2 separate regions of the Mus musculus genome follow, and region 1 is linked to region 2. The links are chromatin contacts, called in public Hi-C maps. All regions are on one chromosome and are shown on one strand. The core of a region is the stretch at or near the end of the contact, and the rest is flanking DNA. Distances in the headings are between cores, read along the strand shown.

Region 1 (6,794 bases), core at 1,917-4,416, 170 kb before region 2:
TATTTAAGTATAAATTATGTACACTGTAACTGTCTTCAGACACTCCAGAGGAGGGCATTAGATCCCATTACAGATGGTCGTGAATCACCATGCGGGGAATTGAACTTAGGACCTCTGGAAGAATAGTGCTATTAACTGCTGAACCATCTCTCCAGTCCTTTTCCTTTATTTATTTCATGGATATGAGTGCTCTGTTTTCATGCACACCAGGAGAGGGCATCAGATCCCATTACAGATGGTTGTGAGCTACCAATGTGGGTGCTGGGAATTGAACTCAGGACCTCTGGAAGAGCAGCCAGTGGCTCTTAACCACTGTGCCATCTCTCCAGGCTAGTGACCCCCAAACCCCCTTAAATGTCTATCACGAGGCTAAGGAACAGTAGTAGTTTAGAGGGCTGAAATCATGTTCAACAAATGGCTGAACTGGGACTCAAAATAGTAGAGCCCGTGTTTTTTACTTACTCATTTTGTAAATTTGCGACTTAATTCCCTGAGACAGGCTAATTTCAAACTCATATAGACCAGGATGACCACAAACTTCTGAGTCTCTCATCTCTATCTCCCAAGTTCCCGGATCACAGGCATGCACTACTATACCCAGCTGAGTCTTTGCTCTTAACTTGACTGCCTCTTCCGTAAGAAATGCCCCATCTAAATGAATAGCATAAAGCCTTTGATTTGTGTTGGGATCATGGAGGTCCTTGTGCCCACAGAGCACTAGAGAACCGGGAATGTTAAACACACAGGGGCCTCTCTCCAATAAAATACCTGTTTTCCTGCCCAGAGGGATGGGCACAGGTATCATTAATGACCTTTGTGCTATCTGTGGCAGCAGCCTCATCCAAATCTCCCAGAACGATTATCCCAGACTTTCCCTCCCTAGCCCTTTATCCCTAGCTCCCAGTTAAACCTAACCTTAGGGGAGATGCCACATGTGCCTAATAGCCTGCTTACCTCTATGCAATCTATCAGAGACCACACTAGATTCTAGGCCTTTTTAGCTATAGAAGCCACCCTCGTGGTCACATGTACTTCACAAAGGAGCTTCTATGCAGCCACACCTAAAGCTTTATGGGCCCCTGGAATTGGACTGGTTGTTGCCTGAAACCTTTTCCCAAACTGTACTGTGTTTTAAACATGCCAGCAACAAAGCACTGCCATTAGACTCCTTGGAGTCTGATGCAGGTGGATGAAGCCAAACCAAACCAAACCAATAAGAGTTTTCATTCTTATTCTTCAAGGGTTTGCTTCCCTGCCTGGGCCCCCTCAGATTTGACTTACTATTGTCCAGCTTTACGGTGGTGCAAAGGCATGTCTGTAACCACCATTTCTCCACTGCAGGACAATGTTCAGTAAACTGAAGGCCACGTTCTTACATTTCACTGCAAAACAGACCTCCTATTCAGTGCCTCTGACCAACTACAGGTGTGATGGCTATTGTTGGTTGTCAACTTGACTACATCTGTGAGGGATTTTTTTTCTTAATTAAATCATTTGAAGTGGGAAGACCCACCTTTAATCTGGGCCACACCTTCCGCTGGTAGCCTATATACAGAACATGGAAGAAGGAAGCCCTCTTTTTGCCTGCTTGTTCTTGTTCTTGCTGGGAAGTCCATTCCTTCATGGGCATTAACACATTCTTTAGAATTCCAGCATATAGTGAAGACCAGCTGGGACATCCAGTCTTGTGGATTGAATAACTACTGGATTCTTGGATTTTCTGAAGGTAGACAGCCATTGTTGGCCTAGCTGGACCACAGCACAGCCTGTAGGATATTCATTCATTCGTATGTGTGTGTGCGCGTGTACACACGTATTCACACACACACACACACACATATATATATATATATAAATACATGAATGATTAGGCTAATGTATGTAAGTGGGCAAAGCCACAGTGTTGGGTAGGCCACCTGTATTAAATCTATACTTTTACAAGACATTTTTGTGTCTGTATAATGTGTATGTGTACATCGTGTATAAGATTGTGGATGCACGTATGCCACCCAGCTCATCTGGAGGCCAGAGGACAACCTTGGATGTTAGTCCTCTTGTCTGAGACAGAGCTTCCAGGGGTTCTCCTGTCTCTGCTTCCCATTCTACCACTGATTACAGATGCGTGTGTTACTGAGCCTAGCTTTACATGGGCTCTAGGGATTTGAACTCTGGATCCCTCATTTACAGGGCAATTACTTTACCTACCCAGATATCTCTGCAGCCCATATAAATATATCATATGTTCTAAAAATTATAATTTATGTATATTAAATATTTATACCATATAATTATATAAAATATTATACTAACAATATTATATTACTAAATACATAATATTATATTGCTATGTATTTATTTACATATAACATTAAAATATTATATAAATGCTTATACCTAATTTGCAATGTATTAATGTATAAAATAATATATAAATTATATATTGTTTGTATATATACACACACACACATACGCACACACATTTAAATGGGGTATCCTCTGCATAGCTCTGGCTGTCCTGGAACTCACTACGTGAACCAGGCTGGCCTTGAACTCAGAGATCCCCTGCCTCTGCTTTCAAAGTGTTGGGATGAAAGGCATGTGTTACATGCCCAGCGCCCTAAGTATACTTTTTATTTTGCTATTTTCAATTTAAGATGAGAACATGGAATGTAACTCCGACACACATGGAGGAGCAGCTGTACTAGCTAAATTGTGAAAGTCCATTTGCAACTTAACTTATGTATGCCTTACATACACATTCATATATATTATATTTATTTTATTTTTTGTTTTTAAGACATGGTTTCTCTGGGTAGCCCAGATTATCTAGTATGTAGCTCAAGCCGGCTTCAGACTCAGAGATCCACCTGTCTCTGCCTCTCATATGCAGGGATTAAAGACACACACACTTTCTGGGTATGCATCTGTAGACAGATATCAATGACACATAACCACCACAGGACTCTGGGTGGCAGTGGTGCCCTAATGGATCAATTGATGCCAAGGGGTGGGAAGCCAGAGGACACAGAGACAGTGACAGGAAAGCAGGCCACATTGGCATTTATCTTTGAAATGGTGTTTTCGTAAAATGAGCTAAGCGGAGGCGGCGAAGGCCTAAGACAGAGCAGGTCTGTGTGGATGGCCTGGAAGCAGAGCAGCTGACATTCCAGTAATAACAGCCTGAGAAACCCGAGCAGCCCCCCAGGGAGCTAAGAGGATGGGGGACGCTGTGGGGATTATGATGAAGTGTTTTTAAACAGGCCAGGCCTCTCCCCACCAGTCCTGGCGCATGACACAGAGGCACTTTTCAGGGAGAATGACGGCAGTGAGCTGCTTTATTTCGGTAGCGTGGGTCAGATGATGGCAGATTTTATACCACAGAATGCTTTTAGAGCTTGGGTAGGAAAATGTGACTTCAGTGCAATGGAGCAAAAAATAAAAAATAACCCTGCCATCTGCCTTCATCCACACACAACTCGGAGCCTGGGTTCCTATGACTCACACAAGCCTGGCACCGTCTTAAGGTCTGCTTTCACTGGGCTGGCCCAGGTTAGAGGGAGATGACCCATGACTGAGGCCCACAAGAAGATGCGGCCTTTGGGGAAACTGAGGGAGCATGTAAGCTATGCCAGAGCCCCATCCCAGTGTAAGTCACTGTCAGCCTGGAGGCTCCAGGGATGCTGCAGTAACCCTCCAGGTTTACCTCCTGATGTCAGCTAACCCACTCCTGTGGCGTGTCTGAAGGACTAGATTCTGTGGGCTGCAAGGAAGACAGGAATCTTGATAGAGCTCGGGGGCATCTGAAGTGCTGAGGAGATTCTAGGGGCCCACCCTTGCTTTCACTACAGTGCTCCCTCAGCCTGGTGTACAGAACTAGTTAGCTTCAAACTTAATATTTAAATGTACACTTTTAAAATAGTAGTACTAATTCCTTAGTTTTCAAACTAGGCACAATAAAAGACAAAGGATAATAAAATAGAAATAGTATGATTATAGTAATATTATTTAAGATCTACGAACCATTTATGTCAGACAATTCCCTTTCAGTATGTTCACACTGTAGCTATGGAAACAAGCCCTAAGGACATTGTTGATCTCATCCCCATCCTTAATCCTAACTAGAGTGAGGTGGGTGACAGTCACAGGCACAAGCAAGGGGCTTGAAGCATGGAGTATCCTGGAATTGACACACAAAGGGACATGGCAGCTACCAGCACCAGGAGATACCACACTGGGACTCACTGGGGAAACTGCCACTCTTGGTCATCTTTTATTCTGAGAAGGTCAGGGCTCCTACATGGGAAATGAAGCTGTGGGCCACACGAGGGCGTCATGGTCCTCCTTCACCACTGATGATGTCTTGGGCAACATGGGAAAAAATGAATACAGCAGTTGTGAGATAAAGCTAGAGATGGTGCAGGAGGGATGCTAAGAATGGCCAGGAGAGGGGACAGGCCACTGGACACTCAGCATCGCCCTGACCTGCAGGGAGGGCCCAAGGTCCACATGAATAAACGAATAACTATAGAGATGGAGTGGAAGTTCCTCAATACAACTAACCAGGGCAGGCCGGAGGTGAGGGCTGGGGAGTCTGGGCCTTCCTGGCTGGCACAGGAGACAGAAATCATCCCCTGGGGCTTGAGCCGTGGCTGCCATGCACACGTCTCTCAGGGCCTCAGCTGTCCCATCTATAAACAGGAAAAGCACCCTGACTTCACTGACAGTCATTCTGCAGAGCAGACCTCCAGTGTACCTGGAACTCAGTAGGTGCTCAGTAAATGATCTCAGGCTCCAACCTTGGTGCCGAGTGTGGTGCTTTCTATGTACCGAGATCCACTTTAATCAGAAAAGAAAAAAAAATGTGTGGAATCCTACCGATTACTTCTTAGAGCCTTCTGTCCCCATTCCCTTCCTCCTGGCACTTTAAGAGGAAGACAAGCTATCATGTAGGAATAGCATACTAAGATTCTCTGAAGACTTCGAAGTGGCCCAAGACCCATGTTGGCCATGGGTCTCTGTAGTCAGCCTGGGCTGTAACAGGTAACTCCTGTCCAGGATACGTGTCTCAGGGGCGTGTCAAGGCGTATTCACAACGAAGAGCCTCCCTCTGGGCCTGGTTCCTTAGGTCAGAGACCCTTCTTACTTCCCTAGTCGGGGAGCCCCTGGTGTCTGGACAGGGTCAACCCTATTGCTTGCTCTCTTATATTCAAGGCCAAGGGAGAGGAGATAGAAGGTCGTTGGTACAGAGCGGGCATTTGCTAATTGGCTCCTTAAGTCTCCAAGCCTGGGCAATGCTGCCTGGGGCCTTGAGGTACTTTGCTGCTTAAGACAGTCAGTCTGTAGAACCAGGCTTAGGTCCACCATCAGTGTGGCTGTCTGTCTCTCTCCAAGAAACACAGGGTTTCTCTGTGTAGCCCTGGCTATCCTGGAACTCACTCTGTAGACCAGGCTAGCCTCAAACTCAGAGGTCCTCCCACCTCTGCCCTCTGAGTCATTGCCATCAGCAGCTGGCTTGGAGGGATGTTTCTTACCCCCAGTGTGCTGTGAAATAAGGGCTATGAGCACGCATACACACTTCAGTGCTTACGACCGTGGCCTTGCCTCCACCGGGCCTCAGGACAGAGGGATGACCAGGGTAAGGGGACCTCGCTGTGGTGGCTCAGGGAGGAGAGCTGCTGAGCCAGAGAAGGACACTCTGCCTCTTACCTGCCTCCCTACCCAGGCCCCAGTGTGTCCAGAAGCAGCAATTTTAATGAGCACTAACCACCAACACACCTCTCTTCTGGTCTAGCACCTTCTTTCTGAGACTTACAGCTTCCCAACCTTCTGTGCTGACCAGAATGAAGTCCTCTGACCTGAATATTGCACTTTGTAATTCATGTTTAAGTTACATTTACTTATGTGCATGCAGATGCATGGACTGTGGCGACCACGCGGAGGTCAGAAGACAATATGCACGAGCCAGGTCTCTCCATCCACCACGTGGGGGAGAGGGATCAAACTCAGGTCACCAGCCTTGAGGTGGGTGTCTTTACATGCTGAGTTAGCATTTCACCTAGCCTAGTTCATTGGCTTTGATTTTTTTTCTTTTTTAGCACCTGGGCCTCAAGCATGCCAGGCAAGTGTTCTGTCCTGGAGTTTATACCCTAGCCTAACTTTAAAAGATGTATTTCTTTACATTGTAACCGTGGCCCTCGATTGCTTATGCCACAGAAGGTCTGGGCTAGAGAGTGGAGTTCGTGTTCTACCAGGACTAACATCCTCCTCTGAGCCTGTGTTTACTCCTCAGTGGCTTGCTGTGAAAAAGCCTGTATCACCTCCACTCTGGTAAGGGACTGAAAGCAGGCGCCAGGGCAAACACTCCTGGGTGGAAGCCAGCTCTGTGATTTTGGCCAGGAAGGCTAGTTTACATCTCTGGGCCTCAGTTTCTCTCACCTACGAGAGGGGTGGCGGTGAGGTGACTGCAAATGCCAGGAACTGTGCATCTTTCCTCAGGCAGGCAGTGAGGTTTCAGAGCTTGTGGAAAAGGCACCGTCAGAGGAAATAAATAATGAACCGAGTCTCAGCATATGCTGCCGGAGGCAGACAGGCTGGAGCCGAAGATGAGAACACCCAAGTCGCAGAGTCAGAGTGGGGGCCGTCGGGAAGGGAAGCTGATGATTGGGCTCGGGAGAGTTTGGGGATGGGAGGAGGGGAGGGGCGGTGGTTACCACTCAGCATGTCATGTCCTCTAGACCTCTTATCCTCGGTCCCTAACTGGAGGGCAGTCTGAGGGAAAGGGCGCTTAACTGAAA
Region 2 (6,987 bases), core at 3,487-5,986:
GTAAAAGGGTATAAAAATGATAAGCAAAAGGCTCACTGTTCTAATAACCTAGGACCTGAGGAAGCCTTGGGCAGCCATGTCAGTTTTCACAATAGAAAAATACAGCAGCATGTTCCCTGAGCCTTGTCTGGGAAAACAAGATACTTCCCTTCAGCGAGCTCACCATGTCATACATGGATCCATCAGCCCCTTCCATTTCCCAACACTAGACAGGAGCCACCACCTGACAAAGGACCTCAGGAAATGACACCACAAAGATGTGCCGCTGTCAGCAGGCATCAGATGTGGGCCACAGGATTACTGCAAGGGACGCAGTGAACAACTTCAATAGAAAGGACCCTAACAGATGAAAGTCTTCAGGAGAGCCCCCAGAATCCTCTGTCTGGGGCTGCCCATCTGCTTTGAAATGGGGTTTCCAGGTGGGATTCTTGGAGTCCAGCAGTTTGGAGACCCCTGGCTTAGGGTAGGTGGGAACTGGCCGTGGCCATTGCCTCCCCAGTGATCCTGACAGGTGTGTCCTTGACATGTCAGGCAGTGTAGACGGTAGAACAGAGGTAGGGTGTCTTTTTTTACACCGAGGGTCATCTTTTTTTAGTGTGTGCATCTTTTGGGTAGCCCTTCAGGATCTGACCTTTATTTCGGCCCGCCCAGAACCCGCTGTTTAAAATTAGAACTCTTGGCCAGGGCTGCGGGATTCTGCTGCCTGGGATACAGCATAAACAACACACACCTGCTGCTGGGACACTGAGTGTGTCCCTGATCCAGGGCAGCTGTGGACGGCTGGCTCCTGTCCTTGCAGAATGGCCTTAATGTTTCTGATGGACTTGGCTCCACCTGCCACGCTTCAGAGCAGACTCTCACACATGTATGTGGGCACCTATGAGGGAGTTTCTACAGGCACAGGGTCCTAGTATATTGGTTGGAGCTGGTTCTGGGAGCAAGGACAACCAGGGTTCACAGCCAGTCAGGAAAGATCTTGGCCTGGGCTGTTCACACAAGTGCGGATGTGAACACAACTGGATGGTAGGGGAGAACATCCAGAGTTCCTGATGTCCAGGGAAGTGAATGAAGAGTTATTTAAGCCTGTGCTATGCTAGGCATTTCCTATTGCCTCAGTGTTATGGGTGGAGACTTGTTCTCATCTTAGTACAGGGGATCAGAGAGGTTAGGCCTCTTCCCTCAGGGTGCATAGCTCACAGTTGCAAAACTAAGCTTCGAGCTGAGTGAGTCTGAGCACAAAGCCTGTGTCCTTTAAGCTCCACCACCCAGTAGGTGCACCAACGGTCTGGATGGTTCTATGCCCTCCTCTAAGGGGAGCCATTCACACTGCAGCGTGCAAGGTTACTGTGACATGAGAATCAAGGAAGACTTCTTAGAGGAAGAGGCAGCGGGGCAGGGCTCCACAGACTCAGTAAGAGTCTACTAGACAGGGGTCTGGTGGGAGGAAGAGTATTAAGGAAGGGGCTTCCCAGAGGAGAGAGGAGCCTGTTAAAGGCAAAGGGATGACATAGGCAAGGTCTCCAGAGACCAGGGGTTCCCAACGATGGGTATAGATAAGGGTTGGGGGGGGGGTAGGAGGGCTGGTTGGCAGCTACCAAGGTGGAGACACTGGAGACTCTTAAACTCACAGTACACACTCTGGTGTGCATTAGGGAGGATGGGGACTCAGACCTGCCTATGGAGACATCCTGGCTGGCCAAGTGATCTTGGGGACAGAGGGGTTGTGATAAGATGTGACAGAAGTGTTCTTACCAAGGATGACTATGGCTCCCTGAGCACTCTGCCTCCTCCTCTGTGAGAAGTCAGGCTCAGCCAGTCTGCCTGGAAGAGCTCCTGGGTGTGCGTGGCGTGTGAAGGGGTTGGGAGAGAACACACTGGCCTGGTTGGTTTGCCCCTGTGACAGCTGGGTGGCTCCTTTCCACTGGCTAGTTGGATGGGGCAGAGCCATGGAGATGGATGCTCAGTCCCTCTTGCTAGCCTATACCTGGCCATTGTTTCCCTTCATCCTTTTACCTCTGAGCGGGTGTGTGTTATAGATAGGAGAACCATAGGCCCAGTTCGCAGGTAAGAAAGCTTCAGGCTCACTCTTTCAACTAACTGCAGAAGTTGGTTTCCTTTCTGTTAAGCTTCTATAGCCTGCTCCAGAGAATGAGGAGATCCGGGGCTAGCCTCATTGCCCTACTGACCCTCTATTGCACCTTCTATGCTTAAAGGAAGACAGTGCTTAGAGAGAGCTCCTTCTGGTCAACCTTCCACAAAAACTGCTTTAGTAAGCCCTTGTGATTGGTGTTGGCAACAGAACCTTCCAGAGGTATACAGATTAGTTTGCTGTGCACTGGATACAAGCCAGGATCATCTGGGAAGAAGTAACCATGATAGAAAAAAATGGCTCTGTCAGATTGCCTTGTAGGCGAGTCTGTGGAGGCATTTTCTTGATTAACGATGGGTGAGGGAGGACCCAGTGTGAACTCACTGTGGGCGGTGCCTGGCCCTGGTTGTGTAAGAAAGCAGGCTGAGCAAGCCCAAGGAGCAAGCCAGTAAGCAGCTCCCCTCTGCGGCGCCTGCTTCAGCTCCTGCCTCCAGGTCCCTGCTGTGATAGCCTGTGAGCTGTAAGATGCAACATGCTGCCAGTTCCTCTCAAAGTTGTGATTGGCCATCAAGTTTGTCATAGCAACACAGACCAAACTAGGACAAGAAGTGAAAGCTCACAGCTTGGCCAGTGACCCAGAAAGATGCTTTCCAGACCCACATGGCAGGGTTTGAACTGGTTTGGGGGTTAAATTTCAAAAATTGAGTGATTACTAAAAAAACAAAAGGCAAACAAACCAACCAACCACAACAAACCCATGTGTTCCTGGTAAATTTTTAATAATTTATATTTCACTGTTCTTCTGTCATCTTAGGTCCATATTCATTTACTCATTTCAAAACTTTCATCATCATCATTGTCGTCATTATTGGTATTTAGAAACAAGGTCTTACTATGCAAGCCTGGCTGTGCTGGAACTCACTATGTAGACCAGGCTGGCCTTAAGCTCAGAGAACTGTCTGCCTCTGTCTCCAGACTAAAGGTGTGCTCCACCAACATTTTACGTTAGTTATGTTTTAAACTAATGTGAACAGCAGCAGCAGCAGGAGCAAGTGAGAGAGCAGGCTAGAGAGAGAGAGAGAGATCTACTTATTTGATTTTGTGTGTTTGAGTGTTTTGTCTGTATCATGTATGTGTACCACATGTATGCCTGATGCCAAAACAAGTCAGAAGAGTGCCCTGTCTCCCAGATGGTTGTGAGGCGCCATGTAGGTGCTGGTACTCTGCAAGATCAACAAGTCACTTGCAGAGCCATCTCTCCAGCCCCTGGCTTTGTTTCCTTAAGCTTTGAATTAGAATTAATTACAATGGTAAAATCGACTGAAATGATTAGTGCTTGATGTAAATTTAAATTTCTTTCCTTTTTTCTTTCTTTCTTTTTTTGTTTTTTGTTTTTGTTTTTCGAGACAGGGTTTCTCTGTGTAGCCCTGGCTGTCCTGGAACTCACTCTGTAGACCAGGCTGGCCTCGAACTCAAAAATCCACCTGCCTCTGCCTCTGCCTCCCGAGTGCTAGGATTAAATGCGTGTACCACCACCGTCCAGCTTAAATTTAAATTTCAAGTACCAAAGGTCAGTGTTCAATGTCCTTTTGCTATAAGAGGGACTTGCCAACCAGTGGCCTCTCGCAGACAGAGGACAGAAGATTCTCCTGATCCCCTCAGCTTGTCTCTTCCCCATTCATCAGTCAGAGGCTTTGAGAAAGAGAAGCTAGATCGGATCCTGCTGCCCACTTGTGACTCCCTAAGACTTCTGTATGCAGATGTTCGTGAAGATCCAGCCTTCCCTAAAGATACTTTCCCAAGGCTGACTCCCAGCCTGCTCTGCTCTGGTGGTCTGCCTTGCCTCTAGCTGGTCACCCTCACTGACACATGGGTAGTTATTTTCCAAGCCCGTCCCAGAGGCTACCCTCTCACTAGCCCCTAGCTAAACTGGGAGTTCTGAGTTCAGATGTCCTGGGGATGGGGACAGGAGAATCATTCCAGGACTGTACAGAGATCAAGTCCACCCATACAACACAGTGTCTGCATAGAGCTTGGGCAACTCCCCTCCCCATATTCTTTAAACCAGCTCTGGAAGACATACCACTCCTAACAAACTGCACATGGCATGACAGCTACCATACTGTGTTGTTTATAGAATGATGGTAAGAAAAACACATGTGTTCAGTATAGACATAATTATTTTTGGAGGCAGCCTCTCTCTTGTAGCCCAGGCTAGCCTCAAACGTCATCTTCCTGACTATACCTCCCCAGTGCTGGTATTGCAGGTGTGTGCTACCTGCTTGACTCAGACACAATTTAAAATTTTTCTATTTTTGATCTACAGTTGGCTGGGCCTGTGCATGTAGAACTCATTGGTACAGCTAGTGGGCTGTGACAGTCACTTTGATGTTTATTTCTCTGGAGCTTCTACACTTTTTGAGTTGTTTTGTTTTGTTTTGTTTTGTTTTCTACCTTTCCAAGAGTTCTTCTGGGCACTTCTATGTCATCGGATGTCTGGCTTTCTGGTGTGTGTAAGGATAGCCCAAGTATAGCATGCATAGCTGAACAGAAACAAACCCGTTCCCCCAAGCAGCTGAACAGCCCTCGGCTCCCCCTGCTCCTGGATCGGCACTGAAACCTGAACACAACTGGCTGGCTTAGTCACCCTCTGTGCCTGGCAACACTGGCAACGAAGGCCTCTGTGCCCAAACACACCACAACAGGCCTATGTCACCAGGTTCCTGAGGCAGCCCAGGCATTTGGAGCTAACTTTCCTGAGCAGAGAGGGACTGAGGGAGAGGCAGTGGTGGGCATAGACAAGGGGGCGAGAACAAGAGACAGGCTGGAGACAGGCAGCAACCAGCAACCTGGGGCTTCTGGGGTACAGCGTGAGTCTTGAGAAAAGCTACTTTGCAGGATAGGCTCAAGACTGTTGAAAAATAGAAATACCGTTGGCAAGCCAGAGCCACCACTGGATTGTGAAACTGGCTTCTCGGCGGGCTCCTCCTCGGAGAGGGGGAATTCTCTAATTTCTTTATTTTGGGTTTTATAACAGCTTCAATGAAACAGTCACATGCCACATAATTTGCCCATGTAAAATGCAAGATGTGGTGGCTTTCCATGTGTTCACAGCTGTACTTACCCACCTGTTAGTGATTACTCTGCTTTTCCCACGCCAACCCTGTCCACATCACGCTCCTGGCCTTAGACAGGGGAATCTACCCTCCCTCTCTGCGGCTTGCCTATTTTGGACCTTTCATAGAAATAGACTTAATAATATGTGGTCTTTGGGGGTGGGTTTCCTCTTGTGTCCAAGCTTCATGGTATAGTATGCGTCAGCACTTTCTTGATAAATCATTATTTGTTATTAGTAATAGAATGGTAATACTCTATTACGTGGCTACGCACACACTGTTCCTCTCTGACTGATGCCACCCCTGGGCTCTTTCCACTTGGGCTCTGATGAATCACTCTGCCATGACTGTTCATGTTCAAGTCTTCATGTAGTTTTGTGTTCTCGTTTCCCTTGGTTGTACACCTGTACACCTAGGAGTCAACTTTTAAGTTTCTTTTTAAAAGGAACCCCTCCCCCAGTCAAAATCTGTGCCGTGCTGAGTGGATTGAAACGCCAGCATGGTCATGCTAGAACACGTGACTTTGGTGAAAGCAACGGCTGGGCCTGGAACATGCTAGAAGCTCAGTCAACAGAGGTCCAGATGTTCATTCTGGTGTTCTCAGTGAAAGGTCCAGGGTAGAAATGTCCTGACAGCAAATTTCTCTCCTTCACTCCTTCATTCACCCACAGGTGCGGTAGGCTGCCTCAGGTACTTAGGTGTTGTTTGGGTGTCCTAGACACAGATGGAGAATCCCTAGTCACCCCGCACATCAGGAGCTCAGTTTAGAGGAGAAGTCAGACATGAGACCCTTGTTATAATCCTGAAGGAAGCAATGACATCCTTTCCCCTTACTCTGGGCATTTCCTTCTTGAGATTCCTCATATGTGATGTCTCTCATTCCCAGGACAAGGGTGACAGTAGGGAAAATACTGTCTCTTCAGGGGGACCTTGAACCTTCAAAGCCCATTCTTGGAGTTTCCTCCTCCTCTCTTTTATATATTGAGGACTTCACTCATTTCAGGAATAAAAAGCCCTGTGCCCACTGTCCTTTCTCATTGATCTATTTCCCATAGTCCCATGGTGGTCCTGAGTTCTGTCCAAGTAGAGCTTGGAGCCTAGATTGCAGACATGAACAAAGTTGTTCTATCAACCTTGACCTGGCAGGCAGACCACAGTGCTGTTGGCAACTCAGGGCAGGTATCATGGGCACCAGAGACACCCTAAGGGTCCTGTATGGGAATGCAGCTCTGTGTTAACACACACATGGGGCACACTGCTCATTTACTCCCAGCATGCTCTCTGCTCACAGTTGCAGAGGCATCTTTATCTTTAAAGGGAGTGTTTATATACTCGTCCTGAAATATGTGTTCTTTCTCAAATTGCAACTCTTTGTTTGTTTGTTTGTTTGTTTTTGTTTTTTCGAAACAGGGTTTCTCTGTGTAGCTCTGGCTGTCCTGGAACTCACTTTGTAGACCAGGCTGGCCTCGAACTCAGAAATTCACCTGCCTCTGCCTCCCGAGTGCTGGGATTAAAGGCGTGTGCCACCACACCCGGCAAATTCCAACTCTTTACACAAGGACACACAGAGCTTCCTGGTCTCTCAGGACAGTCCACTGAGAGAATCTGAGGTACCGTATCTTTGGATGAATAGGGACAACTGGGAGCCTTTTCTGTCATTCCGGCTTACTCATGATTTCTTATTTGAATACAGGTGCTTCACACACGTGGGTGATTCTTAGTCACAAGTCATGTTCTGTTCCACCTAGATTACGTGTGCAAATTTATATAAATACTTTTGCT

Evidence for each region. A called contact is a pair of places that touch in the nucleus more often than the background predicts.
Region 1: a Hi-C map of the C2C12 cell line shows a contact between it and region 2, with 4 times the contacts expected there. The contact joins two enhancer-like sites. A contact is called at or near these places in 1 of 15 datasets of contacts at CTCF or cohesin (the NIH/3T3 cell line), 22 of 484 Hi-C or Micro-C datasets (the 4T1 cell line, the C2C12 cell line, the C3H10T1/2 cell line and 16 more), 14 of 115 datasets of contacts at active chromatin or transcription factors (CD8 T cells, the HPC-7 cell line, acute myeloid leukemia and 10 more) and 3 of 9 other capture datasets (adipose tissue, embryonic stem cells and liver).

The regions. Positions count from the first base shown.
Region 1 is chr17:26,647,298-26,654,091 of GRCm38.p6, reverse strand. The region is part of intron 9 of Ergic1 (endoplasmic reticulum-golgi intermediate compartment (ERGIC) 1); the gene reads right to left. Gm41553 (a long non-coding RNA gene) reads right to left here. Exons shown (of 2, transcript XR_876696.2): 2 at 1,236-6,794. Among named protein-coding and RNA genes, the nearest start is that of Gm41553, 9.0 kb to the right of the region's middle. Within about 2 kb of position 3,166, at least 66 of the 459 cell types and tissues checked have an H3K27ac peak or open chromatin away from gene starts, as enhancers often do. A contact at or near this core is called in the C2C12 cell line, where this site is marked.
Region 2 is chr17:26,482,995-26,489,981 of GRCm38.p6, reverse strand. All of the region lies in intron 1 of Gm34455 (a long non-coding RNA gene), which reads left to right. Among named protein-coding and RNA genes, the nearest start is that of Gm34455, 18 kb to the left of the region's middle. Within about 2 kb of position 4,736, at least 31 of the 459 cell types and tissues checked have an H3K27ac peak or open chromatin away from gene starts, as enhancers often do. A contact at or near this core is called in the C2C12 cell line, where this site is marked.